Regions from separate parts of the Anas platyrhynchos genome. Here region 1 is linked to region 2. The links are chromatin contacts, called in public Hi-C maps. All regions are on one chromosome and are shown on one strand. Each heading gives the region's core, a stretch centred on a gene start, on an enhancer-like site or on the middle of the called end of the contact. The rest is flanking DNA. Distances are from core to core; before and after follow the strand shown. Region 1 has its middle 67 kb from the start of TMEM132E. Region 2 holds the start of TMEM132E (transmembrane protein 132E).

The links. Hi-C and Micro-C count contacts between places; a contact is called where the count stands out from the background.
Region 1: a contact with region 2 is called in a Hi-C map of liver, with 1.8 times the contacts expected there. The contact joins the enhancer-like site here to the promoter of TMEM132E in region 2. A contact is called at or near these places in 2 of 8 Hi-C or Micro-C datasets (liver and skeletal muscle).

The regions. Positions count from the first base shown.
Region 1 is chr20:6,279,050-6,284,296 of IASCAAS_PekinDuck_T2T, reverse strand. No RefSeq gene overlaps it. Among named protein-coding and RNA genes, the nearest start is that of TMEM132E, 67 kb to the right of the region's middle. Within about 2 kb of position 2,331, at least 1 of the 8 cell types and tissues checked has an H3K27ac peak or open chromatin away from gene starts, as enhancers often do.
Region 2 is chr20:6,211,999-6,217,136 of IASCAAS_PekinDuck_T2T, reverse strand. It overlaps TMEM132E (transmembrane protein 132E), which reads right to left and starts at 2,830. Exons shown (of 9, transcript XM_038165903.2): 1 at 1,664-2,830. The coding sequence starts at 1,727.

The DNA.
Region 1 (5,247 bases), core at 1,082-3,581, 68 kb before region 2:
ACTGGGCAGTAATACACTTAAGCTCAAAGTCAGGAGAAGTTTAGGAATTAGAAAAGCGACCTACACAGCGCTAAGACGGGGCCGGTGCATGAATGTCAGAGGTGGTGGCACGACCTCGTTGCCTTCAATAGCAGGCAGCCGGACTGATCCAGGACCTCCTTTCCCATCCTGTATCCGACCCCCTTCACCCACCCCATGCCTCCTGGGGCAGCCTCGCAGGCTGGTTTTGCTGCATGATGCTCCAGCAACAGCTCTCCGGCCACCTCTGCTCTCCAGCGTGACCCTCGCCTTGGTGCACCTGGCTCCGAGCAGCCGAGTGACACCTTCCAGCCACGTAGGAGAAGGCACATCCCTACGGCTTGCTCCCAGCCAGAGTCCACGGCGGGGTCCATCTGCCTCGCAGCAGCCTCCTCGCGTGTGCCAGGCCCGCATGAATAAAACATCTTCCCAGGAACCTCAATTTTCCACTGGCTGAGCCTTGTCTCCGCTAGCTGTCACCGCCCTGCCTCTCGCACGCTCCGCAGCCTCCACCAGAAAAGGCAGGGATGTTAAGCGGGTCGAGGCTGAGAACACCATTAAGGAGAGGAAACAAAGCAAGGAGAGAGAAAGCTCGCGTCTCCAACCCCAACTTTCTCCTCCTTTTATTCGTTTTTCTCTTCCTGCTGAGGAATTTACACTCGGGCTCCCGTGGTTTGCCTTCTTCTTAGGAAAAATAAGCCTAGTGTGTCCCGATGGCTTCTTGGTGCTGTGCAAAACATAAATAAGGAAAGCTTTTGATGTCGGGGAAGAGTTGGGGAGCTCAGCAGCCCTGCTTGCACAGCTTTGAAGTGAGGCGAGGCTTTTGTCAAGGGGGGTGGGCAGGAGATGCTGCCGAGGAGGATTGGGGTGGGAAGGGGTCTCGGCACCACACCTTGCCCCTGTGGAAGGCTGTCAGGGACTGGGCAGGGAGCTGGGGATTGTCCTGGGAATGGGATCGTATGGGATCATGCCTCTGCCCCGGTCCTTCATCCCCAGAACAGAGCTGTGGTCGCTTGAGCTGCTTCCCAGACCCTTATGGGGACAGTTCCTGTTTAAAGAGGAACTGATATCACCACTGATAATGGGGACATCAAACCTACAGCAGCTGTGGGCACCACGTGCAAGGAGAGCTAAAGGGATCTGCACCCAAACCATCCCTGTCCCCCAAATGCTGTGAGCCACTGCTGGGGTCAGGCTGCTCTGGTGGCTCATCCCATCACCCCTTGGAAAACCCCAACCTCAAATGATGAGGACGGGCTGCAAAAGCCATGTGCAGACAGGCAAGCAGCCGCAATGCAATGGGAGCAGAGCACAGAGGTGCACGTGGCAGCAGCTGCTGCTGGCTTGGCCTCGCACTGTGAGCATGGCAGCACTCATTATCGTGTTTTTTTTTCATCTGACACCCCGCTGTGTCACTCAGGCACGTCAGCTGCCGACAGGGAGGTGGCCCAGAACCAAGCCGTTTCCATCTGCACGTCGTTGGGGGCCCTGAATCACACCCAGCCCAGAACCCAAAAACGAGCCGGGGCTGGGGAGTTTTTCCTTTCCGTGCCTCTGCCGGATCTGTGCTGCCTCTATCCACAGCTACATCCCGCAGGAAAACCCATGCCCATTCCCTTCCCTCATCCTCACTCGTGGAACATCTCCCCAGAACCGTCCCCAGCACTCGGCGTTCCCGGGAAGGTCCTGCTCCTCCTCAAGCAGCGCAGAGCCAATTCACGTGGCGCTGTTGTTTTTAGCCCAGCGGTTTGGGATTGATCACTAAAGAGCTTTTTTTTTTTTCTTTCTTTCTTTTTCTGGTTCGGTTCCAGGTTGCTGCCTGCCATCCTCCTCCATTTTCTGTAGCTTTTGTAACCTTGACGTGTGAGGAGATAAAAAGCGCTCCCCGCTCTCGTGCTGGAGCCAGGATGCTTTCCCTGCTGTCCCAAAACGGGGCTGGGCATGAAGCATTTCCATGGATGCCACTCTGCACAACCAGGGCTGCACGGCCCTGTAAAACACTTCCCTTGGTGTGAGAGGAGTTTCATTTCCCTGCTGAGTGGGTGGACTTTTTTTTTTCTCTCTCCCAGAATAATCTGGAAGGACATCTCAAAAATTCCAGCTCGTTTCCAAGTTTTGCAATAAAACGTTTGGACTCGGTGGGATTTTTTTTTCCAATAAGGGCTTTTCGTTCAGCAAAACCTGGTGAATTTCTGAAAAATTTGAGTATGTAAAAATTTGAAATAAGCCTGCATCCAGCAATGCTCCTGATGGTGGGGAAAGGGTGCAGGGGAAAGGAGCAGTGGCCAGGCCCTGGGGTGGAGAAACTGCCCCGCTAAAGATGCTACTGGGCAAAAAATGTCAGCCCCTGTGTTCTGCTGCTAATGAAACCATCCCTCTCAAAGCAGAAAGGATTTCATTTCGTTGGCAGGTCTCCGAGCACTGTGTGTTAGCCTTCACATGAACTGTGTCAATGTTCTCAGCCCTTCGCATGGTTGTTAAGCTTTGCTTTCGGTAGCAGCACCAAAATTCCCCTCCGTTTGGCAGCAGCGTGTTTTGGAGAGGACAGGCGCCGATAACAATGTGTGCTGCTCACACGTGTGGGGTGGAGAATCCCCAGGTGAGGGAGGACAGAGACCACAGTTGAGGCATTGAGCAGAACCCTGAAAACTGAAAGCAGCGTTTTGAGGGTGTATTTGTGCCATGGGATAACCCACAGACCGCTGAGGGGCTGGGTTGGCTGCCAGCTCACCCTGCAGACTTTTCCTTCCACAGAAACCATTCCAACACTTGATTCCTTTCTCCTCTGTTTTTATTTATTGCTGTGCTGGGTTCTGTGGTGTTGTGTGTTTGTTCATTTTTTTTTGGTTTTGCAATTACTCGTTTATAACATGCATTTAATACGCTGCTTAACTAATGAAAGAAGGCCATGTGTTATGCTTTAACATAAATTAAATGGTTAAGGAAATCCTCCCTGCTTTCCTCCTGCCTAGTGGAGATTTTGAGGGGTGTTCTGTCCCCACCAGGGGCTCCCCACCCGGCCAGCCGTAGGCGATGGGACCAGCACCACTGCAGAGCCGGTGCCACCGAGCAGCTACGGGGTGACCACCATGAGGGGTGCGATGCCCTGTGCCTTGTGGTGGTCCACGGATGGTGTTTGGGGGATGTCAGAGGAGAGTGCCCCCCCAGTTGGGGTGGTTAGGGACACTTTTTATTGAGTCTGAGGTCTCCTCTTACAGAATGTGGCCAGTTTTGCTTCACAAGGCACCTTTTTCAATGTAAAAGTGCAAGTGGAAGAGCTCACGGCTTCATCCCAACCTAGCGCATCAAGGCAGCTGCAAAATCACCCATGGCTTGGGCTGAGAAATGAATGCCAAGGGGTGAGTTGGGGCAAAATCTGAGCTCACCCAAGGGCAATTGCAAAACCAGGCTCAGCCCCTGCAGGGGCCAAAAGCCGGAGGGGGGAGGGAGAAGCAGCAGCACCCCCGGCACATGCTGGAGGTGTCCAAGCCGCCAGAGGGACGGACAGCTGCTCGATGCCTTCTCCACGGGCTCGTCGCGCAATAAAACCCTGAAGTGATTGTAGATCATAGCAACATTATGCAAACTGCCATTCGCGTGATCATTATGCAAATCGAGATGGATAACCAGCTTTAACCAGACTCAAGTTGCTTTCGAGTGCCTCTTTCTCAGCTGGCTCGTTCATGCACTTCAATCACTTAAAGGAAAAAAAGTAATAATAATACCGAAACTGCTAACTTTCTCCTTCCTCTCTTGGTTAAGCGCTTCACTGGGGCAGAGAGGGAGAGGAGGCAGCCCGGGCAGGCACTGCAGTACCCAGGTGGCCTGATGGGGTCACTGGTGGCTTTCACATCCATGTGATGCCATACATACATACAGGAGCATCCCTTCCTGGCTGTGCTGGGAGGAATTTGTGGATCTCCATGGGCACAGGTGGCTGGAGTGCTCCAAAGGCACCTACCAGGGGTGGAAAAAAGCCAACGGAGAAGGGGTGCCCAGAGCTCAAAGTCCCTTGCTCAAAACTGGAGGAGCCCAACATATGCTTTGCTCCATCCTTTGTTGGAGACCTTGGAAAGCCTCTGGGCTTTCTGAAAATATGTTGTAAGGTTGTGAGGACAGCTGCATAGGAAACGATGGGATGTTCAGGTGGTAGCTAAGCTGCTCCCATTGCCTGTCAGGGGCCATGAGCCCCCCTTTCTCCTCCTGGAAAAGGTATTTCGCAAGGGCGCTCCTACGGTATGAGCCTGGATCCGCTGCCAGCACTGGCTATCTTTTTCTTGCTTGCCCATCTCATATCTACGCCAGGGATGTTGTCTGGATGTGTGGCTGCTTTCCAGCTCTCCCGGCTCTGTAACGAGAGAGGTGAGCAGCATTAGCCATCAGATGATTCTCCTTTTGCTCTCTGCAAGGAAGCCCTCCATCGTGGCCCTTGCAGACCAGGTCTCGTGTGCCCCACCAGCACCGGGGTTGTGCTGGGCTGGCCCAGGAGCGTGGGTGGCTTCCTGGGGACCCCAGATATCCGCAGCGATGTGGCCGTGCAAAACCTCTGCTCCTCGCCCTCTCCAGCCCCTGTGAGTTCCTAGCCGAGCCACATCACTCAATGTCCCCAGGCAAAATAGATTGGGAAGAGCATAGGGTGACCTAGATAAAGCCGTGGCAGTCTCCTGCTCTGGAGGACATGGAGATGCCATGCACAAACCTCGTCAGTGCCAGCAGCCTGCCTGACCCACCCCGGGGGGCTCAGCACCTCCCAGCACGGTGACGGGGCCCCCTGCACCTGCTGGCCCTGCTGCAGGGACATGGGGGGAGAAGGGGCTGTCAGGTCCCCCGAGAGCAGGGCTGGGGCTGTACACAGAGGGAATTGGGGGAATTGGCTTTAGGAGGACCGAGGCAGTGCAGGGATTGCAGTACTTAATGTCTTGCCACGAGGAGAGGTGCTGTTGGGTTACAAATGGGGGCTCAGAGCCCTCCTCGGGCAGCAGAACTGCAGGGGATGGTGGCAGGGCAAGACCTTGGTGATGCTGACCTGCAGGAGCCCAAGGATCCGGGGATTTGGGGTGTGAAAAGCTGGGGAACGGGTGAGAACCTACTTAAACGCCGTCAGGTTTTGCTGGCACACGGGGTAAATTGCTGAACCATCTGTCTGCGAGCTTGAGGGAGATGATTCAGGAGTTGGGGGTAGAAAGAGGGGCGACTTCGGGAACACTTTGTCTCGGAGAACAAATCAGC
Region 2 (5,138 bases), core at 1,581-4,080:
GCACTCCCAGCCACCAGCCCGGCTCCGGCCCCCCCACCACAGCACCAGGCACCCCTCCTCCTGCTGGGGACCCCCCAACCCATCGCATCCCCCAGCCCAGGGGCTCAAACCCTGCCCTGCCATAAACCCAAAGCCTGACCCACCCCGCTGCCTGCTCCTAGCTATGGGGGGGGCTCCAAATAAACCCCCCCAGGAGGGGCTGGGGAAGCAGGGGCCGCATCCAGCCCCATGCCCCAAAACCCTGGCGAAGCCGGGAGATTTCCCCCGATGTCTCCGAGCATTTATCCCCCAGTGGGGCTGGCAGACGCCTGCCGTGGTTTTTTCCCCCCCCCCACGGGGAAACGCCGAGCCAGCCCCCCGCAGATCCTAAAGGCAAAATCAAGGCAGGGAAGGAAGGAAGGAAGGAGGGAAGGAGGACGAGCACGTTTCCCCCGCTGGCTGCCAACCCTGTTACCTGTTGGTCCCAAAAAAGCCAGTGCCTGGGGAAGCACCGTGGGTCTGCACCCGCTCCTGGGGTCCCTTTGGGGGGGGGACACAGGGGGGTCCCAGCACCCCCAGCCCCTGGGTGAAGTTGCGGTGCCCAGCGAGGCAGCGCCGTGCTGCGGGTGCTGCACCGGGAGCATCCCTGCTCCTGCTGCTCTGGGGGGAGCCGGGGGGGGGTCAGGGGAAAAATAAACCCTGGCTGCCCCCTGCAGCGCTCTCAGCACCCCCCCTTTTTATATATCATGTATTTTTTTTTAATTATTATTATTTTTCTGCTGGGGGTAAACAGCTCTCCCCAAGCTCCTCCGAGAGCCTCGGGGGGCTGCAGATGCTCGGGAGCCCTGCCCAAGCCCCCCCCCAAGCTCCTCATCCATGGGGTGCTGGGATGTGGTCCTGAGACCCCCCCCTCGGCTCCAGCAGCACAGCCCCAACCCCTGGGGGCACCCCAAAACCCCCAGCTGGACGAGGGGTACACACGGCACCCCCAGACACCAGCAGCCCCCCGCTTTCTGCGCAACCACCGGGGAAAGGCGCTTCGGAAGGTGCATTGGCAGGGGTCGCTTTTACCCCAAAAAAGCCCCCCCCCTCAAAAAAAAAAGCCCCCTGCAGCAGGTGCCACCATCCCCAGGGCTGGGATGTCGCGGGCAGGGTGACAGCAGCGATTGAAATGCAACTCAGGGAAAGTGAGCGCAGGCAGCGGGGCCCCCCCTGCCCAGGCCTCAGGCTGGGAGGGGGCAGCAGCACCGGCTGGGACCCCCCCGACCCCAAATCCTTATTTTTTTTAGGGTGGGGAAAGGGGTGAGGAAGAAGCAGGGGGAGAGGCTGTGCCCCCATCGCCGCACCCCAACCCAAAGCGATGCCCACGAGGAGGAGAAAGCGTTGGGGGGGCCGGGGCAGGGGGGGCTTTGGGGAAAAAGGGGGGGGTTGGGGGATAAAAGGGGGGGGCGACCCCTTTCTCCCCACCCGAGCAGACAGCCCCGTGAAGCTGTCATTTGATTAAAGCAGCAAAAAACTCCGATCTTCACCCATTTCATCTTGGGGGGGGGGGGCGCAGAGGGAGAGGGGAGGCAGCGGCTGCGGGGGGGTTTTAAGGCAGAGAGAGGCAGGGTTTGGGGGAGCCCCCCCAGGGACACAAAGCAGGTTCCCGTCCCGTGTCCCCCCCCCCCCCCACGGCACTTACCGGGGAGCAGCAGGCAGCAGAGCAGGGCGGCCAGCCCCGGGGGCATCTTCTTTGGGGACCCCATAGCGAAATGTGGGGTTAGGGGGGGGTGGGAAGGGGGGGGCAGCGGCAGGAGCAGCCAGGCCCCGAGCCCACCCCACCCCCCCGTGGCAAAAAAAAATGTGAAATAAAATAAAAATCCAAGCCAGGCACCAAAAAAATAATAATATATAGATACCCGCAGAAATCCCCTAAATCCAACCACGTGCGAGCCGGCGGCAGCAGCCAACGGGGGAATTTGGGGGGGGGGACACCAGTTTTGGGTTAGGGGGGCTCGGTGCCCCCCCAGCTCCCAGGGCACAGCACCCCAATCCTGCCGCAACCCCCCCGGTGCCTGCAGGGCGAGCGGGGGCGCGCCGAGCCGGGTGGGTCCCCCCCCCTCCTCCTCTTCCTCCTCCTCCTCCTCTTCCTCCTCCTCGGGATCCAGGGGGGGAGAAGAGCACGTGTGCCCCCCCCCCCCTAAGGAATAAAAAAAATAAAATAATAGAATAAAAGCTGCGCCGATGAAGGATGATGCTGCAGGGCTAGCAAGTCGCCGGCCCCCCCCACCTCTCTCCCTGCACAATAATAATAATAAAAAATCTTGATATCGTCTCCAAGCGCCTTTTTCCCCCCAAAAAAAAAAATCGGAATGAAAGAGGAAAAAAAAATAAAAATAAAAAATAATAAAAAACGACGATAACAGGAAAAAAAAAAAATAAAAGCAGCAGGAGGGTGAATAATTAATCCGAGGCAGATGCAATTAATCAGGAGCAGCTCGGCGGAGTCCCCGCATCCGAAGGCAAAGTTTGGGGGGAGCGGAGCCTGGAGGGGGGGGGGGGGGCCGGGGCTCAGCCGCTGCCCCCCCGTGAGGGCTGGAAGCGGGGGGACCCGGCAACGAGGGGGGGTCCCCACCTCCTCCGCCCCCCCCCCGGTTTAAAGAGGGGGGTGCCCCGCCGCTGTCGGTAAATAAAAGCGAAAAGGGGGGGCGGGAGGAGGTGGCAATGGGGGGGGGGCTCTGCTCCTCGGCCCCCCCCACCCCCCCCGTCTCTGGACCCCCCGGTGCCGGGGGGGGGGCCCCGCTGCTGGGCGCTCCCGTGGCCGCTCGCCCGGCCGGAGCCGCATCGGGCTCCGGGGGGGGTCAGAGCGGGGAGGGCGGCAGGGGGAGGCGCCTTCCTCCTCCTCCTCCTCCTCCTCCTCCTCCTCCTCCTCTTCCTCCTCCCCCTCCTCGGGCGAGGAGCTGGGAGCAGAGCGCATCAACGCAGCCCCCTTTTTTCCCCGACCCCCCCCCCCCCCATCTTCCCCAAGCAGCCCCCCAGCCGGTCTCCATCCCACCCCCACCTCACCCAGCACCCATGGGTGCAGCCTGGGGGGGCTGTGGGGTCAGCACTGCCCTGCCCTCCCTTCCCTCCTGCTATAGGAGAAAAGAATAGGGCAAGCTGCGGGATGGGGGATGAGGGCGTGGGGAGAGGGGTGGGGGGCGCAGAGCACCGGGGGGGGACATTTGGCACCCCAGGGTGGAGAGAGGCAGCTGGGCTTGGCTGCTTCCCACCCCCCCGATGCCATTTGGGGGGGTTTTGGGGTCCTTCCCCATCAGCTGGGGTGTGGGGATGTCCAAGCCCCGGTCCCCCAGCACCACCCCGAGTTGGGCTTCCACCAAAAATGAGGGCAGGGAGGGGGTCCGGCACCCCCAGCCCCCCCAGCAGCAGAGGGGGGCGATGCTGAGGCTGCACCCAGGGGACCCCAATTCTTCCCCCCCCGTCCCATCCCGGTGGCACGGGGCTGGAGACACACAGAGCAGGCCAGATGTGCCCCCATCACCCCCCCACATGGCTTCCGTGCCCCCTCCCCACATTTCCCTTCCTCTGCCACCCCCCCTGAGCCCCCCCCCCCATGGCCCTTCCTGCTCCCCTGCCATATATTTTCCCTTCCTGCCTTCACCAGGAAATATTGGCCAGCGCGTTCATCCTGGAAGCCTCATTGATAGGGGAAGTGCATAAGACATCTCCATTAATGCCAAAATAATTCACGGCAATTAATGGGATCGACCTTGAGCGGCGACAGAAGGCGAAGAAGCCCCCGAGAAGGGCCCGCCGGGTGCGATGCCGAGCGGCAGCACCACGGGGGGGGAGGACGGACCCCAACCCACCCCCAGAGCACCCAGCACCTTTGGGTGCTGCCAGGGGGCTTTGCGAGCCATGCCGGGTGCCAGGATGATGCCACCCCTTAACTGGGACCATATGGGGGGGGCTCTGCCCCAAAAAACACCCTAGACCCCTCCGGGAGGGCAGAGCACGGTGTCCAGCGTCCCCAAAACGCCCGGTGGCTGCGGCGAGGGGTCCGGCCCTAGCAGGCAGGCGACGGCCGCTGGGTTTTCAGAAAAATCCCATGATTTATAAACCACTCTCCCGATTGCTTTGGGGAGGGGAGGGCTGACTCACGGGCTGCAGTCCCCGGGGACATGGAGAAGTGGCGGGGAGAGGCGGTGGCACGGCCGTGATTCATCCCTTCAGCCCGTCCCCAGCCTCAGTTTCCCCACTCCAAACCTGGCCCCGGGGCAGGGAATCAGGGCCGGTGTCAGCATCACGCACCCCATAACACCCACCCCATAACACCCATCATGGGAACGTTTCCCCGCTGCCAGACGAGGGCTTTGAAAGCAGGGTGCTCCCGTGCTCCCTGCCCCTGGCAGCTTCTTGGCACCGCCGCTGGGATATTTTTCAGCTGGTACAGAAATCTGTATTTTCATTTTTTTTATTTATGGCTCCGGGTTGGCAGGTGGTGGGGTCGGGGTGGGTAAGGGTAAGGGCAGGTGGCTGCGATCCCAATGCCTTGGGCGAGGACCAAAGCATTGGGTTGAGGCTATCGTGTTGGGGGGCATCCCGGCTGTGCTCCCCCATCCCAAACCCAGCCGGCAGCAGGAGCGAACCCCAAGCGAAAGCATTTCTGAAAGCATCCGCGCGGGACGGCCCCGTTAATCCCCATCCCGCATTTCACCTGCCGTTAATCCCGGGGCAGCACTAAGCGCCGGGATAACAGCGGCCGGCGGACGCTAATCCGGCCCTAATCCCTGTGGGAGCTGCAGAGGTGTTGCACGGGGCTGAGGCACAGGGGAAAAAAAAAAAAAAAAAGTCCTTTTGTAGGGATTTAACAGAAAAGCGAAGGGCCAGGGGTGGGGGTTGCACTTAGGGGGACACCACGGGCTGCTGTTTTTCAGGCTCTGACCCCAAAGAGCCTCCAAAACCAATAGATTGCTTATAAAAGAGGGGGGAAAAAAAATCAAATAAAAAAAAAATAATAAGGGAATAATAAGGAATAAAGCCTCAGCCAAAACCTCTCACTTTGTGACTATTTCTCAGCCAGGATCACTGCAGGCAGGGGAGTTCCTCACCCTAAAAGCAGCCGCCCTAGTAGTGGCCAGAGCGCTCGGAGCCAGCCCCACAGCCGATTCTGCGCG